3 separate regions of the Rattus norvegicus genome follow, and regions 2 and 3 are each linked to region 1. A link is a contact called in public Hi-C data. All regions are on one chromosome and are shown on one strand. Each heading gives the region's core, a stretch centred on a gene start, on an enhancer-like site or on the middle of the called end of the contact. The rest is flanking DNA. Distances are from core to core; before and after follow the strand shown. Region 1 holds the start of Psme4 (proteasome activator subunit 4). Region 2 holds the start of Erlec1 (endoplasmic reticulum lectin 1). Region 3 holds the start of Acyp2 (acylphosphatase 2).

Region 1 (2,727 bases), core at 121-2,620:
AGAGCAAATGACCTCTCCAAACTTTTTGCTCCAGCATTACTTTTCCCCAGCTCTAATTCCACTGACACGGTAATTTGCCGCTAGTGTGTGCAGAAAACAAAAGAACCCCTAAAGTTGAGGTTAATGTCGTTAACATTCATCTAACCAACTCAAAACTGCACAGTTTGGCCAACAAAGTCCGGGACAATCTAACAGCACTCTTCACTATTTGCCTTAGAATCAGCTAGGTCTTGGCCAAGGAAATGTCACAACAGGAACATATACTTTCCTAGAATTCTAAGACAACATTCTCAACATCAACGTCTACTCAATCCGAGAATGCGCTGACTGCCCATTTAAAACGAATCGTTTCAATTAAATCCAGGAAGCCAGAAGAGCAACCCCAGTCCCACAAGAAACAGTAACACAGAAAAACACACACATCTCTTACTGTCCCTACATCCTCCTTCCTACGGTGAGAAGCGAAAAGGCGTGGATCAACAAGGAAGAAAAATCCAGAGGAAGCACAGAAGCGAGGACAGGATTCGCTTCCCCAAAGACCGGACCTCTCTATCCCGCAGCTCCACGCGCAAGAACCCCAGGGAGAACCAATGGAAGCCACTCGTCCCTGTACCCGGGGACGCCGGTGGCTCCCCAGAGCCTGGCAGGTGAAGAGAAAAAGGACCGGAACGCTGATCCTGAGAGGCGAACAGCAGGACCCAGAGGTCCCACAGAAACCAACCAGGAGACTGAGCGCCCCCCCACCCCCCCACCCCCGGCTTGGCCGCGCCCCTAGAACCCTGCACCAGGCCAGCGCAGCCTGGACAGGACAAAGTTGAGCAGCGGCAGCGCAGACAAAGAGCCCGGCCCTCCGACAGCTTCAGCCCACTTACGTGGAGAGTTTCCGCGTCCAGAAGAGGCCGCCCGGCCACAGCTCCTGGAGCTGCACTGCCCGGCCCAGGTTGCTCTTGATCTGCGCCAGCTGCAAGTCGGACTCGGCGTCCAGCCGCTCGGCGTAGGGCAGAAGCTTGTTGTACACGATCTCTTTCTGCGGGACGAAGGCCCGCGGGCCCAGTACCGGCCGCCCGCCAGGCTCGGGGGGCTCCCCGCCACCCGCCCGCTCCGGAGCCTCCATTAGCCCGGGGCCGCCCCCGGCCCGCCCCCTCGGCCCCCGCCCCGCTGCGGGCTCAGCCTCCTCTGCGTCGCCTCGCCCTCGGCCCGACCGCTGGGGCCCCCCACCCCCCGCCCCGGCTGCCCGGCGCGCTGCTGGACCCCGCGCGGCACCCGGTTCGTTGGCGGTGGCAGCGGCTGCTCTGCCGGGACCGCTCCGGCTCGTCTGGTGACGCTGCAGCCGCTGGGCCGGGAGGTTCCGGAGGGGCCTCAAGTCACTTCCGGGGCGGGGCGGGGCGGGGCGGAACCAGGAAAGAGGCGAGGAGGTGACCCAGCGGCTTTCTCCCCGACAGCTGAGTTTGGTGTCAGCGGCTGTGGTTTCCACGCGAGGCTGCCCGCGAGGAACCAGAGACACTCCCCACACGCTTCTCCTGCAGGATCCAGCAAGATACCCGTTCACGCTGGAGGAGGGTTGCGGGGGTGTGGACAGCGAGGCAGTATGAGCAAAAAGAGTTCTAGGCCAACCTCCGCTTGGTACTGAGTTTCAGAAGATCTGGCAACATAAGACACTATCTTAAAAAAAAAAAAAAGTTTATGGAATAATCTGCATACACTATAGTACCCTGTGTTCCTCAGTCCCTTTTAGCTCCCACCTTTCTGGCCCCCCTCACTCCAAAAGAGTTACTCAACAAATACTATACTTTGTGTGTCATCCTCTCATTTTAGATCCCGTAGTAAGTTTAAGAACGCCTAGTTCTGCCCTTAAGTACTTAGAGGCTTGCTGAGCTACAAACTAATAAATTACAAGACAATGAATTGGTAAATACTGGATAAGTACCAAGATATCTGGGAATTCTAAATGAAGGTATATCACTTCCCTAGAAGTTATTTTTAAAATAATCTGTAAGGTTGAGTGCAATGCTATTTCGATTAAGAAAGGAAGAAGATATATCTGTCAGCTGACAGATAAGACTGAGGCTGCCAGCTTGTTTTCTGGTAATTCAAGATTCAGGCTAGTTAAAGATTGCTTGTCAGAAGGGAGTGAATATATTTATTGAGACTATTCAGTAAATGCTGGAGAGTCGAGATTGATCTTAAAAGTAACAAGAAATTTTCAAGAGAGGACATCATTTGGGAACTCAAAATCAGGAGGGTTGTGAGTTTAAAGCCAAAGTGAGCTAAAAAAGAAAGAAAGAAAGAGAGGAAGGGAGAAAGAAAGAAAGAGAAAAAAGGATTGAAAGGATTGCCAGCTGGTCTATGAGTTTCACTAGTGGTAGCCCACTTTCCTAAGCTGAGTCACAACCCTAGGACTTCAAGAAAATATTTTACAAAGAGTCACCATCTCAAAAGAAAATGTTTAAACCATAAACCTAAGAGCTGCAAATACTATGTAAACCAAACTGACCTTGAACCTTGGGCAACCCTGCCATTTCTGGTATGTACCACACCTGACAAATTTTCACATTAAAATGTTTTATACTACATTTATTTCTTTCTATGTGCACATGCTGAATGACTTACAGGAATTTGTAGTGGGTTGGCCTAATGTCATTTGTATTTTAGTGCTAATTTAGGTCCCCTAAAACTGTTTGCCCCAAAGACAAGACAGTCTGCAGGTAAGACTCTGAGGGACACTGC
Region 2 (2,727 bases), core at 79-2,578, 190 kb before region 1:
GATGACTTAACCTGGAGCCAGGCATCCCTTAAGGGTATTGACTTTTTGCTCTGGAATACCTGGGAGATCCTAATGGCCTGCACGTGAGATAAGAATCAGCTAATGGGCTGTGAGGCATTAATAGCTGATTTGTTTTTGTATAAGTACTATTGCTATGGGAAAGGGATAAAGTTGTCTTTCTATTACTATAAGCAAGAACAGAAGAAACAACTTAGAGAAGACAATTTTCCTGATCAGATGTGGTTTCCATGGATGTCGGTAATATACACCTTTTGGATGTCCACCTTAAAAATCCACCTTAATTCACTTTTTGCATGGCATGCTGTATTTGCTCTACAATATATACAATACAATTCTATTAAATGAATTAAGTTCATTTAATCTAAGTTTGGATTGAGTCCAAATGTCTGATTTCTCCCAGTGGATCTGAGCACCACAACATGGGCAGTCCTTACCAAATGTTCTATGGCAAACACTGTAAATTTATTATACTTGAGATGAAAAAATGCAGACATTATTTTTTCAAGAAGGGGAGAAGAAACCAAAACTATATGCAGTCTGCTATAACTTGGTTCATAACTTCACATTCACCTGGCTCTGGCCTTGACGTACGGATTCCTAAGTAAAATAACTAACTGCCCAATACTTGAGTCAAGGGAGGGTTAGGGTTAGGTAAAAATGCAGGGCTGTAAAAGCCTAGCCGCCTAACAACTCTATACCAAAGTCGAAGGACATGGCAGGTGTCACTCGGATGTCCCCAAACACACAGTAGCTGAGACCAACGTGACAACAGTCGCCAGCAAAAGAAACTAAGAGAAGCTTCTGGAGAGAAGAAGGAGAATGCAAATAGCAAAAGAGTGGAGGGTAGGCAGCTCAGTCGGAATGGTAAGTTCTACTTCGATTCCGCACTGCTCTGTTCTCCACTCGCTTTTTGAGAGCCGGCCGCCGCCCATTCATCCCCAACTCCCGAGACCCTTGTGGCTGAACTCCTCGCCCGGCCAGGACTCACCTGGCCGGGCCGCTTCGCCCAAGTGCTGTCTCCAGACCGGTTCAACCGGCGTCTGTCTCGGGCCTCCGCGTTTGAGTCCAACCGCTAGGACGCTACGGCAGCAATGCGGTGCAACGCGACGCAAGCGCGGGCTTCCGTAGGCCACCGATCTCACAACCTCGGATGTTGATGTGCTGCCTGCCCCGGAAGCGGTGGCCCGAAGTCCTTGTAAGGGCGGAGGTGGCTTTGCCCAGCCGTCCGGAAGGAGACGTGGCGGCGGTTGAGTCTCCTGCACCAACGTCGCTTTGTAGTCCCGCCGCCGCCTCCTTCTCCTCCTCCTCCTCCTCCTCCTCCACCTGTTCTCCTCGGGTAGAGGAGGTTGTGACGGCGGCTGGAGGACGCGGCGATGGAGGAAGGAGGCGGCGGCTTGCGGAGCCTGGTCCCCGGAGGGCCGCTGTTGCTGGTTCTGTACGGTCTCCTGGAGGCGGCCGCCGGCGGCCGAGCGCTGCCCCAGCTCAGCGACGACATCCCCTTCCGAGTCAACTGGCCCGGCACCGAGTTCTCTCTGGTCAGTGCCCTCGCGAGCCACTGCCTTCTCCCCTCTTTCTGGCACGAAACATTCGGCCCAGCCCTCAATTTTCCTAGCTTTTCCTTCCAGAACCTTTTTCCCTCCCAAGCATTTATCGTCCCCAAGCCGAAGTGTCTTCGTTCATCCATTGATTCATTTAGTACATTAAGTGGATGTGCCCTCCATACTAACCAGGAGATCCAGTGATCACTTCATCTCCCTACTTTAAATCTCATTGTGTTAGACCTGGCTTCTCAACAGTGGAGAAAGTCTTAGAATTACTAGCACATCACCCTACCCACACAACCGTCCAGCGGACAGGACCCCATCTCTATTCATTCTTCCTCACCAACACACGATGTATACAGACGTTCAGCTTCTGGGAATCTTTTCCCTTGAGGCATTTGAGAGGGCTGTTTGGTGTGGAAGACATTAGTGACATTGTATGCGGAATACTACCAGCCATGCAGAATAAACTAGAGGCTTGAATGTATTATCACTGTTATTTAGGACTCTAGAACCTGAGATATAAAGGATTTTATGACCGTTAATTAATTAATGTGTATTGTGTGAAAGGGCAAGAATGAAAGGACCGGGTGGTTGCGAGGCCCCTTACATGAGTACTGGGAACTGCACTCACTCCTCTGAGAAGAGTAATAATGTGTTTTTAATTTCTGTGCCATCTCTGCAGTCCTAGAATATGAGATTTTGGTGTATAATCTGATGAGAATGAAAGTTCTGTTTTGGGAGAGTGTAGTGCTGAAAAGTCTATCCATGTGTAACTACTACAGACCAATTTATTTTAAAAGGGATCTTGTGGGCTGAAAATATAGCTTAGTTGTATCTTCCAGAGGATACAAGTTGGAATCCTAGCACCTACATCCAGTGCCTCACAAAACTGTGTAACCCCAGCTCCGGGGGGATCTAGTGCTATCATCATCTTCCCGTTGCACACATGGATAAAACAACACAACCACACACATAATTAAAGAGAAAAATAAAATCTTTTTAAAGATTGTCCTCTTAGCTGTACCCTATACTCATTTATTTCAGATTGACAGCCCAGGAAAAGCAAAAGGGTTTTTTGTTTTGGTACTATTCCATCGAGGCATCACTAGGTATTAACATAACACCAAAACAGTATGTAATAAGTTAGGCACCTGTAATATAA
Region 3 (2,727 bases), core at 163-2,662, 130 kb after region 1:
AACTGTCTTAACAGTCCCAGGCAAATGAAATATCTCTGAACAATAATCAAGACCATGAAAACAAAACTGTATAACAACAGACAAAAAGACTGCAAGTCTGTTTCCATTAGTATTAGATAAAACTTTAAAAATTCTCGTATCACACAATATCACATCTATTTAGGATAAATATTGAGGTATAGTTAGGATTTCCATTGCTGTGAAGAGACATCATGATCAAGGCAACTCAACACAAACACAGTTGACACTAGTCAAACCACCACAAGGCACAAACCTTTCTGATTCAGTAGCCGGAATGAAAAGATCACGTTTAACTTTGATTTAGCTCACAATCACCACAGATTTGGCAGTTGTCAGACAATTTCAGAATTAATTCATTGACCGTCTTAGGGTTTTTATTGCTGTGATAAAACACAATGACCAAAAGGCCACTTGGGGAGGAAAAGGTTTATTGGGCTTACACTTCCACAGCACTATCCATATCAGGATAGGAACTCAAACAGGGCAGGAACCTAGAGCTGATGCAAAGGCACTGGGGGGTGGGGGTGGGGGTGGGGATGGGGGTGGGGGTGGGGGCACTGGTTACTGACTTGCTCCACATGGCTTACTCAGTCTGCTTTCTTATAGAACCCATGACCACTAGACTAGGGGTGGCACCACCCACAACAGGCTGGGTCTTCCCCCATGATAAGAAAATACCTTATGGATGGATCTTATGGAGGCATTTTCTCAATTGAGGCTCTCTCCTTTAAAATTACTTTAGCTTGTGTCAAGACTAGCCAGCACACTGACCAAATACCTTTTGTGTCACTAAGTTAAGCAGGAACTTCATTTCAAATGCCCCTTTCAAGCATAAACAAGGAGGAGTTGGAAATGGGTATATTTTTTCAAGGGCACAAGTTTTCCTCATATGAAGTGGAAATTATATTTGCACAATAGTGAGTACAGTTAAGAATGATAGATATATCATGTATATATATGATACATGTACAGTTAAGAATGATATATATGCATATATATATATATATATAATTATTGAGATCTTAAGTGAAATCAGATGTGAAAGTTAATTAGTTTGAATTAATCTCCTTACAGGGTATCCATTACACTATGTATTCTTTACAGTGTACCTATATAAAAACACCTAAAACGTAAACGTTCCTTGATATTTTATCCTTGTATATAATGAATTTTGGTAATTTCATCCCTATTATCCTTCTCATCCCTACCCACTCAGTATCCCTCTGTCCTACCAACAAGCCGCCCTCCTATTTTCATCCTTATAAAAAAAAACTTTTTTGTGTCAAATAAATGTCAGTGGGTGGATGATTACATTAGTTGGTTTAATCCCCTCATATGCCTGCCCCTGGCACTAGCCTCGGTTTTCTTCAGAGAACAGAATCCTGGGGAGCGCAGAGAGGGAGCTCCCTGCTTGGGAGCTGGAGCGCCCGGTGTCCGGCCGTCCTCACTACGGACTGCGGACTGCGGTGTCCTGTGGTCTTGCGTGACCCGGCGCGTACCCGTCCTGCCAGGCGTCGGTCCCAGAGCCCATGAGCCTCCTTCGCCTGGCGTCTGTCGCACTCTCCGCACCACACACCCCGCTACGGCTGCTCGCGAGAGGGCTGGCCGCCATGGCGGAGCCGCTTAAGTCTGTGGACTACGAAGTGTTCGGGACAGTGCAAGGTACGGCCTGAACCTGGGAGGCCAGGACGAGGCCATGGGAGAGAGAGGAGGTAGCTTGCGCCATCCATCTTAGGGGTGGGTCTTTCCGCTGAGGCAGCGACTTCTGGGCAGCCATGACACAGCAGCCCCGGGTAGGGAGGACGAGAGTGCGCTTGCGTGGGAGAGCTAGTGCGGGGCGGAGGGAGGTCACCTTGAGGACCCAACCCGGCCTCTGCAAGCCTAAGAGAAAATGGAAAACGCCGGAAAAACAGAGGTTGATGGTCTTAGCAAGGGTACCTGGTTGATACAGGGTGATTTACTTTGTCAGAGGTTGTACCCCCTCTCCAACTAACTAGTAATTTTTCCTTCCTGGGTTTTGAAGATTGAACCTTATATATTTATACACAGTCTTGCATTTGCACACTAGATTATTGAACAACACTCCCAGGTCATGTAAATAAAGCTTTAAAATTTTTGTTTGATTATAGGCTTAAATGGATGCACAGAACATAATCTCTGACTTATTGTAAAATCTTTCTATTTGTAAATTAAAATGTTAAAACATTCTTTAAAATTTTCCTAACACAGCTTGACATGGTGGCACATGCAGTTCTTAGGCAGAAGGAGGTGGATATTTGAGTTCTAGACCAGCCTGGTCTACACACTTGAGGAAATTATCTAACGGAGTATAAATACTGTAAATATTTAATGTATATCATTATCCATTTAAAAGAAAAAACTTTTTGAGACTGGAAATGTAGCTCAGTAGGGTGCTTGCCTAATAGTCACCAAGCCCTGGATTAGATCCTCTGTACCAGACCAAGGGTGTGCTGGCATTTGCCTATAATCTAGTCTGCACTTAGCAAGTTGAGGCCAGTCGAGGCTCTTTTTTTCAAAATAAAATAATGCCCTTTTACCAGGATGTAACTTCCTGTTTGAGTCTGATTTCCATTCTATGTTCTCTACACAATTTTTTCCATTGTTTGGTATGCATGAGAATTTCTTATAACTCCATCCCCACCCCACCTCAGATGTGCTGTGTGTGTGTTGGGGGGATACTTTTTC

What was found. A called contact is a pair of places that touch in the nucleus more often than the background predicts.
Region 2: a contact with region 1 is called in a Hi-C map of liver, with 2.6 times the contacts expected there. The contact joins the promoter of Erlec1 here to the promoter of Psme4 in region 1. A contact is called at or near these places in 2 of 12 Hi-C or Micro-C datasets (liver and mammary epithelial cells).
Region 3: a contact with region 1 is called in a Hi-C map of mammary epithelial cells, with 4 times the contacts expected there. The contact joins the promoter of Acyp2 here to the promoter of Psme4 in region 1. A contact is called at or near these places in 2 of 12 Hi-C or Micro-C datasets (mammary epithelial cells and psoas muscle).

What each region holds. Positions count from the first base shown.
Region 1 is chr14:108,705,286-108,708,012 of GRCr8, reverse strand. It overlaps Psme4 (proteasome activator subunit 4), which reads right to left and starts at 1,370. Exons shown (of 47, transcript NM_001025140.2): 1 at 873-1,370. The coding sequence starts at 1,114.
Region 2 is chr14:108,892,898-108,895,624 of GRCr8, reverse strand. Erlec1 (endoplasmic reticulum lectin 1) reads left to right here and starts at 1,328. Exons shown (of 14, transcript NM_001106023.1): 1 at 1,328-1,556. The coding sequence starts at 1,395. Asb3 (ankyrin repeat and SOCS box-containing 3) reads right to left here and starts at 1,174. Exons shown (of 10, transcript NM_001108864.1): 1 at 1,010-1,174.
Region 3 is chr14:108,571,007-108,573,733 of GRCr8, reverse strand. It overlaps Acyp2 (acylphosphatase 2), which reads left to right and starts at 1,412. Exons shown (of 4, transcript NM_001169145.1): 1 at 1,412-1,683. The coding sequence starts at 1,551.